2 separate regions of the Zea mays genome follow, and region 2 is linked to region 1. The links are chromatin contacts, called in public Hi-C maps. All regions are on one chromosome and are shown on one strand. The core of a region is the stretch at or near the end of the contact, and the rest is flanking DNA. Distances in the headings are between cores, read along the strand shown. Region 1 holds the start of LOC103626964 (F-box/kelch-repeat protein At3g61590-like). Region 2 holds the start of LOC100383395.

What was found. Hi-C and Micro-C count contacts between places; a contact is called where the count stands out from the background.
Region 2: a contact with region 1 is called in a Hi-C map of endosperm, with 2.9 times the contacts expected there. The contact joins the promoter of LOC100383395 here to the promoter of LOC103626964 in region 1. A contact is called at or near these places in 3 of 25 Hi-C or Micro-C datasets (ear, endosperm and tassel).

Annotation. Positions count from the first base shown.
Region 1 is chr5:141,981,503-141,988,505 of Zm-B73-REFERENCE-NAM-5.0, forward strand. It overlaps LOC103626964 (F-box/kelch-repeat protein At3g61590-like), which reads right to left and starts at 2,422. Exons shown (of 3, transcript NM_001301597.1): 1 at 2,164-2,422; 2 at 1,989-2,072; 3 at 1-1,060. The coding sequence starts at 1,032.
Region 2 is chr5:142,500,173-142,507,175 of Zm-B73-REFERENCE-NAM-5.0, forward strand. It overlaps LOC100383395, which reads left to right and starts at 3,251. Exons shown (of 3, transcript NM_001176050.1): 1 at 3,251-3,437; 2 at 4,957-5,026; 3 at 6,455-7,003. The coding sequence starts at 6,724.

The sequences.
Region 1 (7,003 bases), core at 1,172-3,671:
CATCCGGGCGACCTCGTGCCACTCCTTGCGACGGAGCTCCCAGATGCCGATTCCCTTGATGACCCCAGGCCTATCTTGCTTGCCGATGCCGCCAACCAGCACGAGCCTCTCGCTCAGGTTCATCAGCCGGCCGCACGTAAGGGCGCACGGCGCCGGGATAGCCATGCTCAGCAGAGAAGTGTGGCTGCTACTGCTACTACTATGCCTTGCATCGAGGTCGTACATCACAAGGCAATGGCGATGCTCGCTATCGTTCATCACAACCCCCGTGGAGTACACCAGGTAGTAGAGGACTCCGTCGCAGATGACGCACTCGTCGCCGCCTCTCCACCCAAGCAACACCCCCGTGAAGGGAGTCGCCCAGGTGCCAGACACCGAGTCGTACAAGTGGATGCTGAACTCCCACTGGTAATACTCGGATGGAACCTGGCTGCTCCTTGCAACGGCCACGGTGTAGCGATGAGTGCTTCTGTCCACGGAGAAGGCGAGGCCACTGTAATCAGCTGTCCTGCCCCCAACAGCAGGAGCATCAGGAAGCCTCTTCCAGTCCTTAGTGATGGGGTTGCACACCAGGACGCTGCGCCTGTTCTCGCTGTCCATCAGGCACACCAGCCCAGCCGACGAGGACGTGGCCCAGTTGCTCCTCTCGATGCAAGGGAAATCGAACCCATACCACTTGCGGAGGCTCGGGTCGTAGGCGAACCCTGAAACCGCATCCTGGCTGCAGGTGAACATGAAGTACCATGGCTTCTCGGGCACCGTCTTGCTCCACGCGTGCCTCTGCGCATGCACAATCTCATGCCACCTTCTGCAAACGGACCCGGACCTTATGACGCTCGCAACGGGCAACAAGGAAAGAACCTTCTCCAGGAGATCGTCTGGGAGAACGGCGTCCAGCGACACTGCCACGTCGGCCCCGTTCTGGTCGTCCTCGCCGTCTTCGTCTTCAGAGACCGGCCTGTACTCTATCACCTGTGAGCCGCTGTAGGAACAAGGATAGAGCTCCCACTCTTCTGTCCCCATCGCCAACATCCAGTGAATAGCTAGCTAATACAAGACCCTGCAAGAGACAATTGTTGCGATAAAAATAAGGGAAATGAACCAAATATGAAAACGTCTGATGCAGATAAAACTAAGCAAGCATTTTCAGCCCAGCCAAATTTTTCTGAGTACAGAGTAGATGTAAATAGAAAAGCAATGTTCAGGTCAGACTCTCTATACTCTGTACCACCATGTATAATGCAAATTCGATGAAAACAACCTGGTGGCTGTCTACATCTCAAGGGCACATCTGCCGGTAACCAAACACCAAAAGTATGCCATTTCTTTAACAGACTAAACTCGCCTAGATGAAAAGGGCAATAATCCAACCTGACCAATCTAACCTTCTTTCAACGACATGAAATGCAGTAAGATCAACAAATGGCAGAGGTCTGACCAGTTTCTCTCTCTTTATTACTTGTTACATAAATAAATAAATAAATCTTTTCTCGATCCGTATATTTGTCTTGTGCCACGAGGACGATTAAACGGGGAAAAATGACAGAAACAGCTACTTCTAATTGCCGGGGGGACAAATTGCCGGACAATAACGTCCCCATCACAAATAGAACCTCTCTATTATTATTTTTTTTCCAGAGAGGGCCACAGCTGATTTTTGGCCACCACATTCAATTTGCCGCGGAAAGGGCCACATCACGATCATTAAAGGCAGGCGCAGACAAATAAAGCAAGCAGCGCAGGCAAGAGCAGCACTATCTACCCACCGAATTTTACCAGAAACCACACCACGAAACGCACGCCTCATGGCTAGTACCAATCCTTGACGCCGCGCGAAAAAGCAAGCGCTAACCCGCAATTCAATGCATGATGAAGCATAGACCCTAAACCCCCCAAAAAATAAAAAAAAAGAATCCCCCAAACAATCCATGTCTCACTGAAAAAAAAAAAGACAAACATGAATGGGGGAAGACGATGCGATTGGTTACCTGTCCTCGACAACAGAAATCCAAGAGAAGGCCCTCCCTCCCACAATCCACCAAGCCGCCGCCGTGTCCTCCAGAGTCCCGACGCTTTCAGGAACAGACCGAACAGGGATTCATCGCCAAGAGCTAAACAAATGCACCAAAAACCAAATCTTCCGGGCGGAGAGGGAGAGGGTACCGGCAGCGCGTCTGTAGCGCGTTGGGCGGCCGGTGCCGATCGGATGAGGCGCCGAGTTGCACGAATCTGGTGGGGGCGAGGGGCCTTCGTCGTGCCCACCACCTACTCCGGGAAAGAGATGGAACAGTGGAAGGGCTTCCTCCTGCCCCTACATTAGATCAGGCCCCCCTCCTCCCCCATGGGCGTCGCGCGAGACTAGCGGAGCGACACAATGGCGTATATATGGAGGGGAGAGGGAGGCAGAGAAAGGGGAAGGTGCTTGCTTCAAGCAAAGAAAAAAATGTTTTAGACAGTGAGGGAGGGATGGAGGGAGAGGGTCGATCGGTTCAGCTCCAGACGTACTAGTGTAGTGGGAGAGAACGGAAATCCTTTGGATGGTGCTTTTTTGTCTACCGGACATATCCACCTGACATGTGACATAGATAATCTCACTGTCATCCTGTGCTATCTAGCTCTACCCTCTCCTAACGCATTCGTAATATCACGAGGACTTTTTTTAAGTATTATATCTCGTTTTGATGTAGATATTGGTATACAAAATCAGGATTTAGATTCAGTTTTTCTAAATTCTGTTGTTTAGTTGCACATAGAATTGGGTTTTTAAAACCAGAGAGTCAATTCCGTGGTATTGGACTATAACTAGAAACTCTCTCTCCCAATTGAGAGTGTTACCCCTCTGTGCAGGGACATCCAAATAATAGAACTGTAATTTCATCTAATTTCAATACCATGGCTGATTTTATATTCAAACCAATTCAATTTCATGCCCTCCAGTACCGGCATATGAACGAAGCATTAGACATTCGGCTGAGCTTTTTACAGCGCTGCTACTGTAGCTGGAGGCTATTCTTCCGAAGCTAAAGTATTAAGGACTAGTTTGGGAACTATATTTTTCTAAAGGTTCCTATCTTTCTAAAGGAAAATAAACTATTTTTCGTTAGAAAAATGGAAATCCCTTTAGAAAATAGGGTTCTTAAACTAGCCCTAAAAAGTGGGAAAATCTATGGGCATGGCCTAAAACAGACAACCGAACATTGTCTTTATTACAACAGGGGGGTTTGAAAGGGAAATGTGCCCTTGGGTCATTTCTAGTATATTTTGGTGATTAAGTGCTCAATACATATTGAGTGAGTTATTATGTGCCAAATCTTTACTACTCTATAAGATAGCAAAGTAGGCGTCCACCAGCTACCGTGGCTCCGCTCCCGTGATTCGCGTGCCCCCGCCCCGTGATCCATCCTCGCCCGCCCGCATGACTCGCCGCCATCGACGCGAGGAGCTGCTGCATCGCGTCGCCTGCGCCGCACCTCCCGCGCCCGCTCATGGATCCCACCTCCGCACACCGCGCTCCACTGCTCCCTCCCCGTCTTTCTCGCTGCTTCCCTCCATCTGTTCAGGCAAAGGGCATTGCAGTGCCAGCCATCTGCCACCGCCCTAAACCCTTCGCAGCGCCAGCCATGGAGAGGCTTATCAGCCCCCACCGCTCTAGATCATCCTGTAGCATTAGCGGCATCTGGTCAGTGGTTGTGTGGATCCGAGGCCTCTAAGTGCAGATCCAGTCCTACTTGCTCCGGATTTGGTGTTCTCTCGCGGAGGGAAGCCCGCTGAACAAAGCTCCTCCGCCGAAGGGTTAGTATGAGGCTCCGCGTGGGCTTGCCCTGCTGGTCGGTTACGCTTACGCTGAGGTCCTCCGGTAGGTGGCAATGGTTCCAGATTTCCGGTTACAACCTGGTTACATTTCTCAGGTTGCTATGGGATTTGGATTTCAAGCTATCTGCGGACGGGGAAACTTACTCCAGCTCGATCGATGATTGGGAGTTTGGACTTTGTGTTTTTTTTGCTTAGAGCCCAGGATCGCTTCCCTATCCACCTTGTTTTCCGCCTTGATTGTGTGCTCGGATGCTCTCTCGTCTTTGCTCTAGAACATTTCAGCAATTACTTAATCCATTTCAAACCTCATCTTGGACGAGCCTCGTGCCTTGGGTGGGTGTTCAAGACACCTTTGGGCATATTAGAACACAAAAATTGGTTCTAGCCTTAGTCATCTTCGCTGTTCTCAAGTATTCTGTTATTCGCTATATTTCCGTCAAGGCTGTACATTCAGTTGCCGACTACGGTTCCTGTGGCGTCGGCACCGAGACCAACGGGGAAGACACCGCTGAAGGGGAGGAGGCAGAGGGAAGCCCGTGGAACAAAGCCCCCCGCCTCGACGACGCTGCTCGGACTACGCTTCCTGTGGCGTCGGCACCGAGACCGACGGGGAAGACGCCGCTGAAGGGGAGGAGGCGGAGGGAAGCCCGCAGAACAAAGCTCCCCGCCTCGACGACGACGCTGCTCGGACTGCCGCAATGGCCGAGATCCCCCGCCCCCACGCCTCCTCGAATCAGCCTCGATCTGCCGCCATGGATGACGACGACGTGTTGCTCGACGTCTCCCCATCACTGGCCCACTTAGGCATCCATCCTCGAATCTCTACCCCCACCCCCACACCTCCCCGCTGCCGAACCAGCCCCGATCTGCCACCATGGACATCGACGACGTGTCACCCGATGCCTCCACGTCGCTGGCGCACGGCATGGCCCCGCAGCCGGTGGATCCGCCGAGGCGGCGGAGGAGCAACAACACGAAAGCGTCTCCAGGGGCAGGAGGGTGGTGGCAGCGTCCGCGGATGATGGGACCAGCAGCTGCGGAAGCAGCACGTGGGAGAGCGCCGCAGCTGCTGCGGCTGTGGCGGATGTGGCGACCATGGCGTGGCGACCTGTGGCAAATGGCGGCATGAAGAAGAAGCTGATTCGAGGAGTCGTCGCTGGACTGGGAGAAGTACATGAAGGACAATAACAAAATTCTCGGAGGTTCAGATCTCACTGTTCACTGTAATTCTGCAGAGCCACATGCCTTTTATTGTGATAATTTGATGGTCCTTTCACCACTCCTCGTTCTAGAGAACCCCTGAATTTCTTAGATGGTCTTGTTTCATTTCTGTGATATGAACAAAGTATTACATGACACGCTGCCTGTGAAGTTTGTTGCATCCTAGAATTAGAGCATTAGGCTGGAAAGACCGTCACAGTCTGAAATACTAATTGCTGGTCCATTCTTGGCGGATTTTGATATCTGACTAAATTTGGGAGATCTGATCACAAAACAGAATAATGGATTTAGTGGACCAATTTTCATTGCACTGGTAGATTCAAATTGAATTCTGATTTAATACCATGCTATTATATATTGAGTTAACAAGCCCTAGATATGCATATTCACACCTCTATAAACCATTTGCTGTTGCAGAATTTGAGTGCCTTGACAAATCACCATTCAGATACTTTCTTGGGGAACTATATGGTGGCAATTCACTGGGAAGCACAATTGCAGTGGGCAATGAGAAGAAGCGGCAGCGGGTGTACAACACTATGTTTCATGTCCCATGGAGATGTGAACGGGTATGCATCTGCACTTCTAATGGCAATACTTGTGTAAACCTCATGTATGTGATATAGGAGTACTTTTAAAATGTAATATAGTCAAATAAATAAAGTGTCATCTTTGTATAGCAGTTGTGTCATCTTAGTTTGGCATTGCTATGAAAATTTAGAATGTGAATACTTATGTTTTCTATACTAATCATGTATTCATGTCTCATTTTGACTACCCAGGGAAATTCAGAGTCGTGTTCGCCTCAATTCCTGCACCCATCTTTGCAGCTCTATATTGTTCAACAAAAGATTTGGTTAGTGCCTTCATGCTTCCATTTTTCCTTTTAATACTTAATACAAGGATGCTTTTGTATCTGCAACAAAAACTGCAAAGTCCCTGGATGGGTTTGCCTTAAAAACAGGGCAGCAGGAGGAGGGTCCTGAAGAGGCTGATGCTACTGAAAAAGCAATGGAAGCGGTTGACAATGTTGTGAAGTCCCTGGATGAAGAGGTAGAATCAAAGGAGATGCAAAAGCAGCAACCGCATGATTATAGTAGCATGAGCCTCAGGAATCTTAAAGCCACGCACAAGAAATATCTCATTGCTGCAAAGGTATGAAATTAATTGACTCATCTCGTGTGCACTCATTCAGCATTGTCGTTAGTAAATCTTTCTTTACTCTTTATTCATTATGTGAAGGAAGAGGTCACCGAAGGGAAGAGGCTTCCTCTCGAGGTGGATGAGAACGCCTGCATCAGCCACTGAACAGAACAAGCAGACAAATTTTGAGTAAAGAATAGTTGAAACAAAAACTTGAAAATGGTTCTTCGTTTTCGAGTACTGAAAAATCTCTCACGGAAAGAAAAGGCTCGATTCACTATAGCTGTACAGTAACAGCACACCCCTACTGCTATTGTCATGCAGTGCCTTGTTGTAAACAAGCACATGTTACGAATCTTTATGAAATGACTTTTTTTCTCGAAATGATGAGAAATGAAAGTCCGAGCTCCTCACGGACAGGCGACCTCATGTCACGGCGCCGATGCGCTCGACCGCGACTCGAGTTTCACTTCAACATCATCTCAGATGGGTCGCGGACGTCGTCCTCCATCTTAATAGTATAACACACATTTGTACATACATTATTATAGTATTATATGTTTATGTTGCAACGCACGGGCACTCACCTATTAAAGATATTAAAAAGTCACATAAAAGAGTGGACATCTCATACTTATGAAAATATGGTGTCATTACCTAAATAAAATAGCACTAATAAATAAATATAAACAAATAAGTGCACATCGGACTAAAGTTTTATTTTGTGCATCTGAAATTCAAAACAGAAGTTAGAATTTAGTTTGAATATTGAAATTTTTTTAAAAAAGAAAAGAAAATGGGAAAGAAAAGAAAAGGAAAGGTCAAA
Region 2 (7,003 bases), core at 2,001-4,500, 520 kb after region 1:
CGACTGCCATATTTTTCGGATCTGCCATAAAAATAGGATCGTAATAACAACCTACTAGAGCTATCAACCTCTCACATTGGCTCGGTATATACGCTTATAATTGAGGGATTTTATGCTCAAAACTTAAGGTTATTACGCTCCAACCCGGAGGTGCGTCCACCAGTGAACAACATGCCAGATTTTTTACGTAGTGTAACGAATTGCATAAATACCTACACCATGTAGTATAATTTGTATCAGTATATGTCATAAACTAGATTTAATGTGTTTTAGCTGCATGGCTGTTGGAGGGACCTTATATTTATGAAGGAAATAAAACATTAAATACGATTTTTTGTTTCTATGCGTGTAATTCATTTCCTTTCATTGCACATTTTTTTATCATAAATTCGTGTGCATGCAGCTGGTAACAGATTTTTACACAGTATATCGAATTGCATAATTATTAACACAGTGTAGTATATTTAGTCTCAGTATATATCATAAAATGGTCCTTACGCGTCTAGCTGCATGGCTGTTGCAGCGATCCTAAATTTATAGAGGAAATAAAGGATTTTAAAAACAGAAACTGCCGCACATATCTTTCCTAAATTTATGTGTATGCATTGGATCGTGTTTGACTCATGCATGCATTCCTTTTTTTGCGCTAACAGACGTGGGGCAGGTGGCGCACCCGACAGCCTGTTTGGGCGCGCTGGTTTGAACCAGTTTGCAGGGGTGGTCGGCCTGGGCTTTCTTTAACTATTGGAAGCCTAGGGCTCCCGTTATACCTGCCCTATATATATATATTTGAATGTATTTATAATAAATACATTTGAAAATATAGGTTCTTAATTCTTTATAAACCCAGCTAAATCTAAAAATGATGTTTGGCCAACAACCTTGCCATTGGTTGGTCTGACCGTGTCGATCTTAATGTCAAAAGGTTTGGCATGAGGTCCAACCATGTTGGACCATGGTCCGGTCGGTATCGATTGGTCTATTGGACAGTTAGGTTGTTACCGAGCAACTGATTACTTTTGGTGCCTTTTGGTTGATAGTTCGGTCGGTACATGTTGTTATCGAGCGACCGATTATTTGTGGTGTCTTTTAGTTGGATAGTATGGTCGGTACCGGTCGCCTTTAGAGACATGATGTATTTTGATTGGTTCAGCTAGTTGTTTTAACTATTTGAAGTCTAAAAAATAAAAAAGATTAAAACCCTAGGATTCAGACGATAATTGGAGGTGCGTGTTTAGTCCATTCACACTCCTTATTCTTTATTCTGCTCGTCTTCCTTTATATCGTAGACTTTAATTTCAGTATGAATTCTATGTAGAGTACGAACTTTCAAACCTTTATGGACATCATCAAGGAAAAATGTGCACAACTTCTCGACACCCCTACTTGTACTGGGGAGGTCCTCTTCGATGACCTTTTTTCCTGTATATTTGTCAGGATGATGTTTCTGCCTGCCCCATTCTCTCACTCAACCTCTAGTTCCATACCCATATCCTCCTCCTATGTATCCCTACCGATTTCCATGATTTGTTTGATGGGAGCAAAAAAACCCTGTCTGAACTTGGACGACAATTATAGCTCTACATCATAGTAAAGAGTGGACTCACCATAGCATATTGATCGTTATAGGGCAAGAGCTCAATGAAATGGGATTGATCTAGCAACAAGTAGCAGCGAGTCCCCACCTACATAGAAAGAAATGTTAAATAAGATCTACAAGACTAGTAAGAGGATTTCTCAAACTAAATTATTTAAGCAATTTAATAATTGATGGATTGTTCCATATCGACATAGACTAAGACAAAAAGGTATGTAGAAATTAGCCTTAAAAAACTAACAAAGCAACTTAAACTAGAGGGGAAAAGGCATAAAAAAGGTGGAGGAGGAAAATGAGAAAAAAAACTTAGTTTATTAGTTATACTAGTCGGATGACTGTGTATTGTTACGGTTTTTATATAACATTAGTAAACTTTATTTTAATAAAACATAAAAATATGTGTATTTTATTGGTTAGATTAGTGTGAATATGGTGTCACAATCAAGTTTTGAACCCCATTTAAGCATAATTTTACCTTATTTTTAGATAAAGCGGGAAGAGGAAGAACGACACACTACGACGATAGTAAACGTGGAACTATATAAACTGATGATTTATATAGTATAGAAAAGATTAATAAAATACGTGTTTTTAATTTTGATGGTTATGTTATATAATTTCTAATTGTTTTTCTTACGTAATTGCATTTGTTTAAATATATAATTAGATGTATTTTTTTTTATTTTAATAAAACAATATAACACCGAGAGCAAGCGCATAGCAGGTGAGGTCAGGTCAGTTTGCGGAGATCAATTGGGAAGGAGGCTGACACGTCGGCCGGGCCGCACTCCCCCACGTTGCAAAACAAAGAGACGGCACCACTCCAGGATGGCGACACGGACGCCGCCGCGACCATCCTTTGCTCACCTGGGCCCCACGCACAACACAATCCGAGGCAGGGCGGCAGCGCGGGTGCGAGTCGCGTCACCCGTGACGGCCCGATTCCGTCCATGTACTAGTGCGCGAGCCATCCGAGTGAGCAATGAGCATACGCGACTGACGTGCGGGGCAAGGTGGTTCGTGGGCCCACGCGTCGGTTGATGGGCGCGACGTGGTAGCGGTGGCGTGAGGTGCGCCGCCGACCGCATAGAGGCATGCGCACTTGCACAGGCGGCCATGGATTCTTCCAAGCGGCTTCGTTTGGTCGAGTCGCCTTTTTCGCTGTAAGATCCTTGCTGGATGTCGGATTTACGGACAAGGACAACAACAGATTCTCTTCTCTTTGGCCTCACGTAGACGTATTGCAGACAGATGCTCCGACAAATACAAGCTTACAATTCTTTACCATCAAACCAAAGTAAAAAAAATATACCATAGAACAACTCAAAATTGTCGTGTTAATCAGCTACTTTCTCTTACAAACCGGCAAAGTTTAGAGAGAGCCAACATATATGATAGTAGAACAAAATATCACTGGCTGTTCACATGTGCCAGATTATCTATTTTTAGTTTCCTTTTTTTATTATTTCAGTGGTTTCCATGAATAGTTTCTGCCCTTTTTATGTTCCGTAAAAGCTTATTCAAAATAAACCGTTGCTGGACTCCGAACAAACTTGGCATCCGCTCTGCCCAAGGAAACGAAAGGGAGGGAGAGCGACTTTTTTTCCATTAAAAAAGCCCCCCGAAGGAATGCTGTAATTGCCCCTCTCTGCTCTGGTTGCCAAGGCAAAGGGCCACACCCTCACCTCAGCATCTCTCTGCTCCACTTCTCCTCGTCCCCGTCCGACATCGCATCGCATCGCATCACCGCCTCTCGCTTTCTGCCCATCAGCCCTCCCTCTCTCTCCTGCGTCTCCGAGGCGCGGACGACGGCGACGACGCGAACGCCCCCGCCGCCTAGGTATCTCCTTCGCCCTCCTCCCCATCCGTCGTGGCGCGCGCCCGCCTCCCTCTCGGTCGGCGTCGTCGTATTTTACCGGCGCCGGCGGTTTCGTTTTCGTCCTCGTATGCGCCAGCGAAGTTTGCGCGAAAATCTCTCTCCTTGTAGTCCCCGCGGGTTCTTCCACGCTCGTTTTCACGAATTTACGATTATTAATTTCAGTTCTTGTCGCGGTGTGGGGGGTGTCCGCTATTTAATCCTTCGCTGGCAGCAAGTTGATCCTTCCCAGCTCCGGCTCAGTGTTCCGGAGAGGTGCAAGGTGGAAGGTTGGTATGGCCTTCTAGTTTATTGTCTTCGTACTGAGCCCACCCTTCGTTTGCCCATGGAGAACTTGAGAGATCGTTCAGTTCTTAGCTCAACCCGTGCCCTTGCGGTTGATGAGGTGCGCACGCGAAACTGGATATACTTGTTAGTGGAGCGGCGTCGCGTCTCTATTTTTTTAAATCTGGAGAATCGTTCTGAGTCAGATCTTTGATGGTGTCTGAGGCTCTGGGTCTAGGTGAGAGGAGTGGAGCCTGAATTGTGCTGCAGCTTCTGTCTCATTTTGGGGTTCATGTCTGCATTGAGGAGATTTTCAACCCGTTGTCTTAGTGAAATCACTCATAATTCCTCTTACCTTGTGACAGAGTCTGCCTCTGAACACTGTGAATTCCCATCCATTGTTTATTTGTGGAGAAGGTGTAGAAGCGCTTCACAAAGTTGCGCTTCATGAAAACAACGATCTTAAACTTATTGACTAGAGAGTTACGTTTATGAACAATATAGTATCTTCAGAAGAAGAATGTATGGTTGGTTTCATCTTGGCTCCCTAATTGGATCACATGTAGTTTAGGTATACAGTAATGTTCCTACGTCTCCTACAATCGAAAGACAGTGGCAGGATCACCTCTACACGCGCATGGTTCGTTCTCTCTGGTCCATCCCTTCTGTTCGTTTGACCCCAAAACTAAGGGAACTGTATGGAGGATTAAATCCCCTGCAAGGCAAAACCCCTCTCAAACCTCTCCAATTCCCTTGATTTTGTAATCAAATGAACACGGCAGGCTGCTTTCCCTTTGCAAGTTCAATGGAGTAAAAAGCTCTGCTCATTTGACTGTTCCTTTCCAGTGAATCTTCTGACCTCCTCTCTCGTAGTTTAAATTATGTTCAATATCTTTCTTTGTAGTTGCTTTTGCTCACGAAAGGCATACGAGAGTACCATTACGCATCATTTGAAATTTTCTTAATGGTTTTATCTGGTGAATTGAAACCAAGTTCCATTTTGCTTGTTGGGATTGAGATGAACCTAGAATATTCTTGCCCTATATTTAATTATATTCTGACTCTAAAAAAATAACACTGACCTATAGACCCACTTCAGATATACTCTAGTCCTTACTTTTTGCAGAGATCCATACAGGTTAATATTATTGTTCCTGATACAAAGTTGCAACCTGTGGCATGCATGATGATATTTTGGCTTCTGCGTTCATTTTTGCAGGCACATTTGCTGGGAATTAGGGCAATCAACGTTTAAGTACATGTGGTCTACTGCTGTTTGATTATTACTGGTAAGACTCGTAAGCTTCAAATTCTGCCACTTTTTATGGCAGGAACTTAGTCCCTACTTAGTATATATGTCGTGCAATGGTTTATGATGCCTGTGGTTTTTGTTTTGTTCTTATCTGGTAGCACTTGGCCACTTGAGTTCCTGTATTTTTTTTGGAAGTTCAAATTATCTGATCTTAGGTGGAATGGATGAAAGATCTAACCATAACGTGCCATCGGTAGTTGATCTTGATGGTAGCCCTTTCTGGGCACCCATGCCTCCTCTTGAACTCCGGTGAGGAAGTAGAGATCGATGGCCAATGGTGGATTTCCCAGTGGCCTTCCTGTCACTTGCATCACCACTTAGATCATATTCTAGGAGGTTTGTTAGGCTAGCGAATCCCCTAGGAACATTGGTTCCATTGGATGTGGACCATCCCTCTTATTGGCACTGTATGATGGGGGGCAGCCATCATCAGTTCAGGGTGCCCTTGATGGTGGCATATACAGGAGCTACATGATTCCCTTGACTAGGCTAGAGCAACAGTCTGTGCATTGGGCCATTCCTATGATCCTATCTCTGAGTCTGATATCATTTTTCAACACAAATAAGCAGTGATTCAACTCTTAGCAGTATGGTCACATGGAACAATTTGTCATACATTTGGAATTCAGTCGTTTAGCTTTGTGCCTTTCTTTATCATAACATCAGCGAAAGGGCCTCTAGCTGAGTTGGTTAGGTGGTCTGAGTAGCACTCCTCAGGTCCTGGGTTCGACTCCCCGTGGGAGCGAATTTCAGGCTGTGGTTAAAAAAATCCCCTCGTCTGTCCCACGCCAAAGCACAGGTCTAAGGCTCAGCCCCGGTCGTGGTCGTTCTCACATGGGCTTCGATGCCGCTGTGTATGGGTGGGGCAGGGGTTCGGGGATTTTTTTGACCTGTGTGAGAAGGTCTTCTTCTTAATACAATACCCGGGGGCTGTCTTACCCCCCGCAGGTCAAGTTTTTTTATCATAACATCACATGCTGAATTTCTTATTTTCAATTTTTAATATAAGATCTTCCAAGTATTTAAACAACACTCTGTTCGTTGTCTCTTGCTCTCTTTTCTGGGCATGATTGAACTCCTCAATTTTGTTAACTCTTTTGGCTATGTAATATGACTTCAGTCCTGACCTTTTATCGTTGAACTCTGGTTGAGCAGTAAGAATTTAAGATTGTGTTTTCACATACAAGATTTTCTCCCTTCTATTCTTGCCAACAACATGTAAGAGTCAACATTGATTACATTTATGGAACTGAATGCACTGTGATACCTGATTTCTTTTCAACTGTATCACTAGTCTCTATTTGTTGCATGTTTCTTACAGTCTTTATACATTATTTTCTTCTCTCCGTAATTATTTTAACTCGATGAGAACAGATCTCATCTGTGTTCTGTTCACTTCCTGCAGAGATTCAATCATTTGGTCAGATGAGAGTTCTGGCTGGGGACTTACAAGTGTAGCACTGTTGTCGGCTTGTGACTAAATAGCATCACTTCACATACAACACTGGATAATGGATCGTAGGGATACTTCAGGGTTTGTTAGTGGAGGATGCAAAAATAATGAAGCCTACTAGTTTCTCTATATCTTCTAACTTGGTAGCTTTATTGACAATTATTTAACCCAGAAGTGAGGCCAGCTGGTACTTCCCATAAAGTTTGGTTACTCTAATAGCAATGGAACCCAGGCATGGGCGTTCAGCATTCACTATAAGTTTCTCAAATCCAAATGGCTTTGCTAATCAGTGCACCGCCATTCCAGCCGTCAGTTATTCAGCGGCTGGTTCTAGCCAACTTGATGTGCTGGCTCCTACTAGAGGTTGCAAGAGAAAGTGGACTGAGTTGGCTCTAGGTCTGGGTGACACATCAAGCTCAGACAGCAGCAAGCAGAGCATGGGTACTGGCTGCACTGTTTCTTCTCTCAAGGGAAGCGATGATGTCTCATGTATGGATTACG